Regions from separate parts of the Gossypium hirsutum genome. Here region 1 is linked to region 2. The links are chromatin contacts, called in public Hi-C maps. All regions are on one chromosome and are shown on one strand. Each heading gives the region's core, a stretch centred on a gene start, on an enhancer-like site or on the middle of the called end of the contact. The rest is flanking DNA. Distances are from core to core; before and after follow the strand shown. Region 1 has its middle 14 kb from the start of LOC107925622. Region 2 holds the start of LOC107940571 (protein trichome birefringence-like 6).

What was found. A called contact is a pair of places that touch in the nucleus more often than the background predicts.
Region 1: a Hi-C map of leaf shows a contact between it and region 2, with 1.9 times the contacts expected there. The contact joins the enhancer-like site here to the promoter of LOC107940571 in region 2. A contact is called at or near these places in 2 of 34 Hi-C or Micro-C datasets (both in leaf).

The regions. Positions count from the first base shown.
Region 1 is chrA12:84,990,708-84,996,334 of Gossypium_hirsutum_v2.1, forward strand. It overlaps the pseudogene LOC107925522. Among protein-coding and RNA genes, the nearest start is that of LOC107925622, 14 kb to the left of the region's middle. Within about 2 kb of position 2,149, at least 6 of the 9 cell types and tissues checked have an H3K27ac peak or open chromatin away from gene starts, as enhancers often do. A contact at or near this core is called in leaf, where this site is marked.
Region 2 is chrA12:84,704,818-84,710,274 of Gossypium_hirsutum_v2.1, forward strand. LOC107940571 (protein trichome birefringence-like 6) reads right to left here and starts at 2,626. Exons shown (of 5, transcript XM_016874015.2): 1 at 1,591-2,626; 2 at 1,096-1,288; 3 at 811-1,001; 4 at 454-612; 5 at 1-365. The coding sequence starts at 2,297. The coding sequence ends at 26. It also overlaps the pseudogene LOC107940570.

The sequences.
Region 1 (5,627 bases), core at 899-3,398, 290 kb after region 2:
TAAATCTGTTGAGAAAATAAATAAAAATGTTTTACTTTAGCAGTTAAAAGATAACATGTGGGCATGGCATGTAATGATCAAAAAGTTAAGTCCCATTACATTGCATTACCAATTGCCATTGTTTAGCCCAAAGTTTCCACCTTTATAAATACCATACAATTCCCCTACATTAGCCTTTGTACCATAAATAATAACCCACTTTCAATTTCAGAAAAACGAAAATGGGTATTGGCAGCCTCACATTGCCTTCACCACCTCAATTCATTATCCTCTCCCTTCTTCTCTTGTGTGCTTTTGGTGAAGCCGTTGATCCATTTGCTTGTGACCCGAAAGATGCGGTGACGGCTGGCTTTCCTTTTTGCAAGGTTTCGATGCCGATGTCGGATAGAGTGAATGACCTTGTAGGGAGGTTGACGTTGCAAGAAAAAGTAAGGTTGTTGATAAACGGTGCGGCACCAATTCCACGGTTGGGGATCAAAGGGTACGAATGGTGGTCGGAAGCTCTTCATGGGGTCTCTGATGTGGGTCCTGGGACTAAGTTCGGTGGGGCATTCCCTGGTGCAACTAGCTTCCCTCAAGTAATCACGACTGCTGCTTCTTTCAATGCTACGTTATGGGAAGCTATTGGACTAGTAAGTTCTTATTCTTTTTGTCATCTTAAAGATTAAAAAAATTAAAATAATATTGTTGATTGTTTTTCGAGATCTATATATTTATATAATATAAATATTATTCATTGACATGATATGTTTAGTAGCTTTTATGCCTATAGACATATATTTATAAGTTCTTATACACATAATCTCACAAAAAAATTAACTCGATCTATACACTCATTATAATTCAACGCAAACTAATTAAATTTTAGACCGATAATGATAATTATTGGGTATATGTAGAATTATTTTAGAAAAAGAAAGGTGACAAGTGGATTGAATGATAATTTTATGAGCTATTGAGAAGTTAACTTTGTATGACATAGCCTCTTCTATTAGTATGGTAGATATGTCAGCTTCCTCAATTGTGGATTTAAAAAATTGCAATATGCTTAATTTCTTTTTATATTTCACTATACTTTGACAGACAGTCATACCTCAGTACTATTAGATGAAGTAATATTATCCATAAAGCTATCATCATCACTTAAATTTGATGACTGAGTCTTAACTTAATTAATATATGTATTATTATTTATATAAAAAGATATAGATTCGAATATATTAAAGTATATTATTTTTTTATTTATAAATTAAAAATTATGAATAATTTTAAACATTATATTAAAAATAATATATACTAAATTTTTAAATATATATTAGATATTTGTGTTTCACACTTTGATACAAATAGATTAAAGATTATAAACGTCATGGCTAGCTTTATGCTTTTCTTGAACTCCAAGACAAAGAAGGTAAGATCCATGTCTCGCAATTTGCTCATTTCACAGTGTTATGATTGGTTCACAAAATCATCAATCTTGCAAGTGGAATCATTATTATTGGATAGCATTCCAGGCAACTTGCAAGCGTAATTTTACCACAAATAAATAATTAATTTGTTTTATGGGATGGGCGGCGGCAGGTGGTGTCGGATGAGGCAAGGGCTATGTACAACGGTGGATCAGCTGGACTCACGTACTGGAGTCCGAATGTCAACATATTTAGGGACCCACGTGGGGCCGTGGACAGGAGACGCCTGGTGAAGATCCGGTTCTGGCCGGTACATATGCAGCCTATTACGTGAAGGGATTACAGGGAAATGACGGTGATAGGTTGAAAGTGGCGGCGTGTTGTAAGCACTTCACTGCCTATGATCTCGATAACTGGAATGGTGTTGATAGGTTCCACTTTAATGCACAGGTCAGTTCAATTTTTGGTAAAATATCATAACAAGTCGCTCTTTATTTTTATAATTGATCACTTTTTCATTTACAAAACTATAAGGGCAAGGATTAAAGGGATCCATTTAATAGTAAATGGATTAATTTGATAAGATTCTTACAATATAAGGATCTGTCAAGCAATTTTACTATTAAGCTTTTTTACTAGGATATGTACTTTATTAGTTTTATAACTTTCATATGATATTGATGGGTGTAGTGCAATTATTGGACTGGGGGTATGGATATTGTAAATAGTGACAATTAATTTTTCGTGATAAGATCACCTTGGAAAATGTAGCTGTAGTTTTCAAGATGTAGGTGAATGGGGCCAACCTTGGGATTTTACCAGCTGGAATAATCAATTTTCTCCTCAACCACCTTGCTTCATTTTTATTTTTTATTATAATTTAATTTTCACTAATATTATTAAAATTGAAATTAAAACGGGATGGAACGGAAATGAATACATCTAACACCTATAAAAATGATAAATGATTTTTGATATTATAATCTATAGTGAAACGATATAAATGGTGAAATAAAACGAACCAATTATAAAACAATAATATCGTGAATTTGAATAAAGAAAGCTGAAATATGGACCACAAAGGATGGCATATTCTCGACTGTCTAAATTAAATCTTTGTCTGATATCATTTAAATATATTAAATCTTTTTATCCAAATGCTCTGCTTTTTTCCAGTTCCTTCCAGAATAAAAATTCAGACAATGAAACAAAGGGAAAGATTTATAATAATAAAATAAGACAGGCTTGTTCGATTCTCACGTGGGTTCTCACACGTTTATGCAGGTAAGCAAACAAGACATAGAGGACACATTTGATGTACCCTTCAAAATGTGTGTACAAGATGGCAATGTAGCCAGTGTTATGTGCTCTTACAATGAAGTTAATGGTGTCCCTACCTGTGCCGATCCTAATCTCCTGCGAAACACAGTACGAGGTCAATGGAAACTCGATGGGTAAGTCAATCATTTTAAGACATATCAGTTTAATGATCCCTGTTTTTCATGTTGGTCTGGTTTTTACAGGTACATTGTTTCGGATTGTGATTCAGTTGGTGTGTTTTATAATACCCAACATTACACAACAACACCGGAACAAGCAGCTGCTGATGCCATTAAAGCTGGTTTGGATTTGGATTGTGGACCATTTTTGGCACAACATAGTGAAGATGCTGTGAAACAAAAGTTGTTGAATGAGGTTGATATTAATAATGCTTTAGTTAATACCCTTAGAGTTCAAATGAGACTCGGTATGTTCGATGGTGAGTCGTCTGTGCAACCATTTGGGAAGTTAGGACCGAAAGACGTGTGCACTCCTTCGAACCAAGAGCTAGCGTTGGAAGCTGCGAGACAGGGGATTGTTTTGCTTAAAAACCGCGGTGTTTCGTTGCCTTTGTCTCATCGACGTCACCGAACAGTTGCCGTTATTGGGCCTAATTCCGATGCTACTGTTAGCATGATTGGAAACTATGCTGGTACACCATTATGATAATGATTTTGTTTCCCTTTGTTGTTAATGGGATATGGACAATTGAACTTATGTATTAATGTTTAATGATTAGGTGTTGCTTGTGGATACACTTCTCCTTTGCAAGGAATAGGGAACTATGTGAAAACGATTCACCAACTCGGATGTGCCAATGTTGCTTGTTGAGATGACAAGTTATTTAGTGCTGCGATTGATGCTGCTCGTCAAGCAGACGCGACAGTTCTAGTAATGGGGCTCGATCAATCGATTGAAGCAGAATTCAGAGATAGAACAGGGTTGCTTTTGCCAGGGCGCCAACAGGAACTTGTTTCAAAAGTAGCCAAGGCTTCCAAGGGTCCGACGGTACTGGTTTTAATGTCAGGTGGGCCTATCGATGTTTCTTTCGCTAAAAACGACCCTCGTATTGGTGCCATTTTGTGGGTTGGTTATCCAGGCCAAGCAGGAGGGGCCGCTATAGCCGATGTATTGTATGGTACAACCAATCCAGGGGGCAAGTTGCCTATGACATGGTACCCACAAGATTATGTTTCAAATTTGGCAATGACGGACATGGCCATGCGTTCGAGTACGCATAGGAATTATCCTGGAAGAACTTATAGGTTCTATAAAGGTCCCGTAGTGTACCCATTTGGCCACGGATTGAGTTACACCAACTTCGTACACACCATTGTTAATGCACCTCTTGTTGTCACAGTCCCTCTCGACGGCCACCGCCGTTCAGGAAACGCAACCGTTTTAGGTAAGGCAATCAAAGTTAACCATGCAAGATGCAACAAGCTATCGGTAGGTCTTCAAGTAAACGTGAAGAATACCGGATCCAAGGACGGCACTCATACAATACTAGTATTCTCGATTCCGCCTGCAGGGCACTGGGCTCCTTCGAAACAGCTGGTGGCTTTTGCGAAAGTGTATGTTTTGGCAAGGTCCGAACAACAAGTAGGGATCAGTATCCATGTGTGCAAGTTTCTAAGTGTCGTGGACCGATCAGGGGTTCGAAGAATCCCGATCGGTTTACACCATATACATATTGGCGACGTTAAGCATTCGGTATCCCTTGAGGCTGCAACTTTAGGGGTGATCAAATCATAGGCAAAATGAGTATGACATTGCTAAACAATAGCAAAATTCATTTCCTTATGTCACCATTATATTGTGGAGCATTAATTAGTCCATAGTAAGTAAGAAGAAAATGGAGAAGGGGAAAGGAACAGAATTGTTTCTTAGAAAGGAAGCTTTGTATTCTTGTGATTGGAGAGAACTTAATTGTATGTGGAAGAAGCATAAAACCGAAAGTGGTTGTCTCTACCAATTACATTTAATTGAATCAAATTTAAAAGTAATTTGTTATTGATTTTAGTAATTTCGGGTTTAGATTATTTTTGTTGTTTAAGTTCTGTTGCATGTTCGAGTGTGTTGGGGTTTGGATAATTTTGGATTTGAAGTATTTCGAGTTAAATAAATTAACTTTGAATTATTTTGGATTTAAGCGAGTTTGGGTTTTGATTAATTTAGATTTGAGTTGAACAAATTAATCCAGCTTTCGATGAATTATATCAATTTGGGTTTCGATTAATTCGAATTTTGACTAATTTAAGGTTAAATCAATGATCAAAATGAATTGATCTATTATGTTTTTCTAAAAGGGATAAATATCAAAATTATATAGGAAATTTAGTTCAAAATGTAATTTAAGACATGAACATTGATTTTGTGCTATACATTTAATATATATATCAATTTATTTTTATAATTAGATAAGTGATATTATTTGTATATAAAATATGCAAACATACATAATCTTATATCAATAATGATGAAAATAAACTGTGAAAATCAAATCAAAATATCACGTATAAAAATTGTAAAAAATCAACAAAATTTTGATAAATTTACTATGGAAGATATTGTACTAGGATTTAAATTGTATTTTGTCACCATTACTTATAAAATGAACAAATTAGTCTCTATACATTAGATCAAAAAGCATACTGCTCCTTTTAATTAAAAATTTAATTAAAAATAAGTGTGACTGACAGAATAATTAGACTGTTACACATAGCATGTCACGTGTACCTTATTTTAACATACAACGACTAATTTTTAATAGTAGAAATGGATGACATTTTTAACAGAATGATCAGTTTACTCTTTAATTTACTAATTTACTTATTAAGTTGTAAAAGCAAAATGCAACATGACTTCGTATTCAGATATCTAGGTTTCCATATAAAG
Region 2 (5,457 bases), core at 1,376-3,875:
AAAAGAATAATATGTGTTAAAAAGATCACAATCTAATTTTTGAGTGATACTTGGATTTTTCTTTGGATTGCAAATGGAAAAACAAAATTTCATTCCATGTATCTGGAACACCGGGAAGGCACCAATGGCTACAATCTTGAATGTTGGAAGAGTAACGAGTCCCTGGTTTTTTCCCGTATATTGACGGATGACCATCGATTCTATACGCAGATACACCGGTTACATTCAGTAACGTTACCGGAGTTTTCATCTGCAAAATGACCTCTTCCACAATTCTGTTCTTCTCAGGGTATTCCATGCCTGAAGTGTCATTAAGAGGCCAAGTAGCTTCCATACAATGGCCGCCTGAATTCCATAGTCCTCCCCTGTAACCGATAAAAGTAGATGTTATTTTCTTTGTTTTAGGTCGGCTGATCCAAGATGTTAAAGGGAAAGCGTAGAACAGCAGCAAACCTGAAATGGGACGGAGCCAAATTCCGAAAGAAAACTCGGGTTTTCCTCGGATTAATGTGTCTATCAACCCATCCTGCCCATGTCATCAAAGCTTTTCTAAAAGCTGTGGAAACATCAAGCTTGGGATGTACTTGGTTCCCTTCTTGATAATAGTTGATCCTAAAATATAAAAAAAAATACCCAATAGAAGGATATATAAATGTTTAGCTCACTATCACAACGATGTCATCCTAATTCTTACAAGGGAACTAAACATTCAGACAACCTTGTTTGAACTTCCCTAGCTTACAGTCAATGCAAGATTGAAAACCATACATGACAAGACTGGAAGAGCCACAGTTCGATAATGGAACTAACCCGGCTTTTGTTTTGAAATGAGACCACCAATGTGCAGTGTTGAAGACCACAATATCAGCTCCTTTCCATTTAGAAGAACCGTGATCGATGGCATCGATCCGTAAAGTCGGCCTCCGTTTTTGCCTTATTCTTGCCTTGCTTTCATGAACTAGAAAATGAGAAACATAGTATTCAATTGTACATTTGTAATCCTGCAAAGAAAAACAACCTCAATAATTCAACTATGCCTCAAATTTTCAAACATATGAACAAGTTCATTGAACTTTAAACAATCAATTAAATTACCACAAATTTGAAGCTATAATTCCCTTTCTCTTTGGTGATTCTTCTTCCATGAGTTTCATAGACCTTCTTAGGATCTTTTACAGCTGACATTAACATACAAAGCATGGATTCCCATTGGTTTCTATTAATTGAATCCCCCACAAAGACCAGTCTTTTCCCACTGATCAAATCCAGCATTTTTGCAGCATTGAACCTACATAAAAAAGAAGAAAGAAAGAGTCTTTGCTTGCATCAATTGCTAGATTCTTTGAGGAAGGTCGACCTTTAGGAGAAGTTTTCGAACTATCTTATGCCGGATAATCGGCCAAACCCCAACAATGTCAGGTATCTTTTTGGTGGGAACTTTATCTCCCGTGATCTACCGAAGCAAGCATACCTTATCTTCCATTGTTGGGGTCAGAACGGCATTAAATAATCGACACATTCAAAACTTCTCTTAAAGGAATCCACCTTCAACAATATCCAAGAAAGTATCAAGTAAATCAATCTTTTTACCTAGGAAAATCACAGTCTTGTGGTTGCCATTTCCACTTCATGTAATCCTTATCTTGCCTTCCATTGGTGCCACAATTAAAACCTTCATCAATGAAAGGACATGATCCATTTGTGTAGAGTGGATAGCTCTCATCGTAAACCCACTTCCCCTTCGTTACATCACAGCCATTCATCTTCTTCTCCTCCATTTTCCCATCACCTTGAGCTTTAAATTCATCAACTGAACTCACTTTTGTCATCTTCAGTTCTTTGTGTTCCTTTAGAAGCTCAAGTTTATCATCAACTTCAATGTCTTCTTCCATTGTAGGTGCAGGTGTATCCTCTTCAGCATCCTCAATTTCACCATCACCATCACCATCACCATCACCATCTTCTACAACTTCACCTTCACTTTCTTGTCTCTGGATCTGCTTAAAAACTGAAAATTTTACAGACCTAGATTCATTTTCAGGTTTCAAAAAATGGGTCGAATGGTTTACACTCTGTAAAGAACCATTGCTACTGAAACTACTTGAGCTCTCTATGGTTATGGGTTTATGATTAAAAAGTGGTTTATTGAACTGAAAATGGGTTTCTCGATGGATTGAAGGGTTAGATTTGATGACCCAAGTAAATAAAAGAACCAAGAAGATTAAAGAAGAAGAAATTGTGAAAGAAAACACTAAGAATCTAGTGGATTTCAATGAGAAACTTCTTTGTTTCTCCATCAATGGAAGCTTCACAAGTAAAAATGCTTCAAAAAAAAGGAAAAATAGTTTAAAAGAATAGTTTTTCAATGGGATTAGGTAGAGGAAACTTATCAGAGATGCATGTAAGCATGTTAATGAATAGATGAGGATAAAAGTACGAAATTATCAAAAGAAACGACTGTAAAATAATTGACCATTAGTGTTTTTAGTTTACCAAACACAAAAAATAATAATAATAATAATAATAACCAAATAGTTTAACAGGGAAAAAATATAGAAATCGAGAATTACTAGAATATGAACCACTTCTCCACACGACACGAGAGACATAGCTGGCGGCAACAATAAGCCATATATGAGATATATATATAGGGTTAATATAATGTTTAGCCCCTGAACTTCTCAATTAGGTCCGCTTTGATATTTATACTCCTTTTGGTTTACTTTTATATTTAAACTTGGTAATTAGTTCCTTGACCTTGGATTCTTAAAGATTTGAGGGTTCAACACTTTAAGATTGTGCCATGTTATCAAAGTTTTTAAATATAATTGATGTTCGAATTAGTTAGACCACTAGTTCACGATTCAACTGATCAATCCAGTTTTAGCCCATTCGATTGATTTCGAGTGGTTCGCTCAAAAGTCAATTCAACTTTTTGTCCAAAGTAGTATCCTAGTCGATTTCTGGTCCAATATGTTTGGCCGGTCCACTCCAACAATCGTACCTATCATCACTTGAAAATTAAAAAGAAATATATTTTTTAAAATTTTTAGGTAATAGGATGGCACAATCTCAAAGCGTCACGTTATCAGACATTTACATATACCAAACACAAGGACCAAAATTAAATATCAAAGTGAGCTAAAAAGAATATAAGTATCAAAATGAAGCTTAAGTACTAAAAGTTATACTAACCCTAGTGGTGGGCAATGTTGAATATATTAGGGAGGCTGTGCAATTAAAGTTAGATAAGACATATAGCAAAGCGATGTTGAATATATTTGACAAATCTGAATCCATCCTTAAATTTTGTCTATAGTGTTTTTAAGATTATTAAGCATTCTTTGCTTGTGTTTTAAGTCAAATAAAAAAAAGTGATGTTAAGTAATAATTATTTTATTATTTTTCATTAAGGAAAAAGAAATTTTATTTGTATATGATCCCTTCTGTGTCAAGGGATAAAGATATTTATTAAAAATTAATCAATAAATTTATTTGGAATGCACATGCCTAAACTTAGGGTCCTCTAAACCCTATGAAACCAAAAACAGAATATCATAAATTAAATTAATTAATTTTTTTTTGCCATAATTAATCAATCATTTAAGTGGAAAATTATTTCCAATAAATTAAGTGGATAATTTTCCGACCAATTACATGTGTCAAGCTGGTTTCAAGTTTAAATCATGTGATAATTTTGCAAGTTAAATCATCTCAAACAAAATTTTCAAAGTTTTGACTAAATAAATTTAAGTTAGGATAAATAATGTTAAAATCTAATCGAATTGACTAATTAAATTGATCATCAATGATCTAACTAGTCACATAAAACCAAATACAAACTAAATCATTAAAGCCAATAAAAAAACATTGATTTATGTGTAGTCCTGTTCAAGGGCCAAATGACTTGCCCAACCCAGCCTGACTTGAGTGACACTCTCAAATACGTTTCATAAAAATTATACATGCATACGAGATTTAGCTTTAAAATTTACATTATGCGAATGAAAATGTACCATTTCACAATTAAATGGGGATTTTTCACCTGGACCCGATTCAACCAGCCCAGCCCAAATTCAATTTACATAATAAAAAATAAATATTAAAAAATTTTACTTAATAAAAAATATATAAAATATCCACAAAAAATATTTTATTAATTTTAAAAAGTAAAACCCGCTTTTTGAAGGGGCTGAGCTTGAACAACGAACATATTGACCGTATTGCCCTAGCATTCAAATCTTTTGCAACTTAAACAATCAAATCCAGAGTTTAAAATAGAGTAATAAAAATATCATCGTATTTTGTCACAATTTGCTTCAGACCCCCCCAACAATCCCCAGTTTCTGAATTTCGAGTTTTCTCAACTATAAACTAATACATGACTAAACGTTTTCTCATAAACTTACAACTAGATAGCTGGCAATGACCGGAAAACGAGGGCCGTTTACGTTGATTTTAGATCACAGATCACATACCGTGGTGCCGGTGCATTAAGAATTCAAACCAAATGGCATTCTGGGGGTTTTGATATTATATGATGTCTGCAGCGATCATCTGGGATTATGAAAGTATGAACTGAAATTCGCAGCATTTGCTGTTTAGGTGCCACTCATCATGACTCCCCCTCGGGGGTTGAAGCTCAGTAATGTAATCTACAAAGTACAAACACATGATCCGCAACAGAAATTAAGTCAGTGAAACTGTTGCTCAATTAACTATAGCGAATATAAAGACTAGAAAGAACGGAGGTGTCAGTTAAATTACCACATTAATGACCTTGTCTTGGAATAGAACTGTCCACTTTCAATATCTTCAGCCAGCTCCGCACCACCACCTCCACTGGCGGCAACTGCTTTGTTTTCAATATCTGTAACTTCTTTGCCCTCTCCGTCTTTGTTCTTACCAATATCTGCACTCACTTCAGAAGTGTTTGACACACACTGCTTTTGAAGCCATCTATCAGTTTCCCAAAGGACATGCATGATGCTTTCTCAAGCAGAATAGCCATGGCTCTCAAAGGGTAGAATAACAAGGCGACAGAGAGCTCCATGACCCTTCAGGGCATTGAAGAAACGATCCGACTGCATCGTATGGATATGGCCAACAAGTAGGTAAGCAAACAAAGGAAGAGATTAATATCTAAAAAGAAATGGGTAACAGGTTCTGCTTTTCTATCAAGGAGACAGAGAGGGCTATCTAAAATAGCATAATTCGTACGAGGGTGTGGGAAGCCATGTACCTGCATGGTTAATGTTCCCGGGTTGTTGTCTTCTTCTCCATGGATAAGCAAGATAGGCTTCTTGATTCTGTTTGCAGACATGAATGGACTCATCTCTACATAAGTATTAGTTGCCTCCCAAAGTGTTCTATCCTCATTCTGCGCCAAAAAGAGGAAGGAAGCCATAAATCCACCAATGAGAAATGAAGAAAGAGAAGAAAGGACAGAAATGGGCA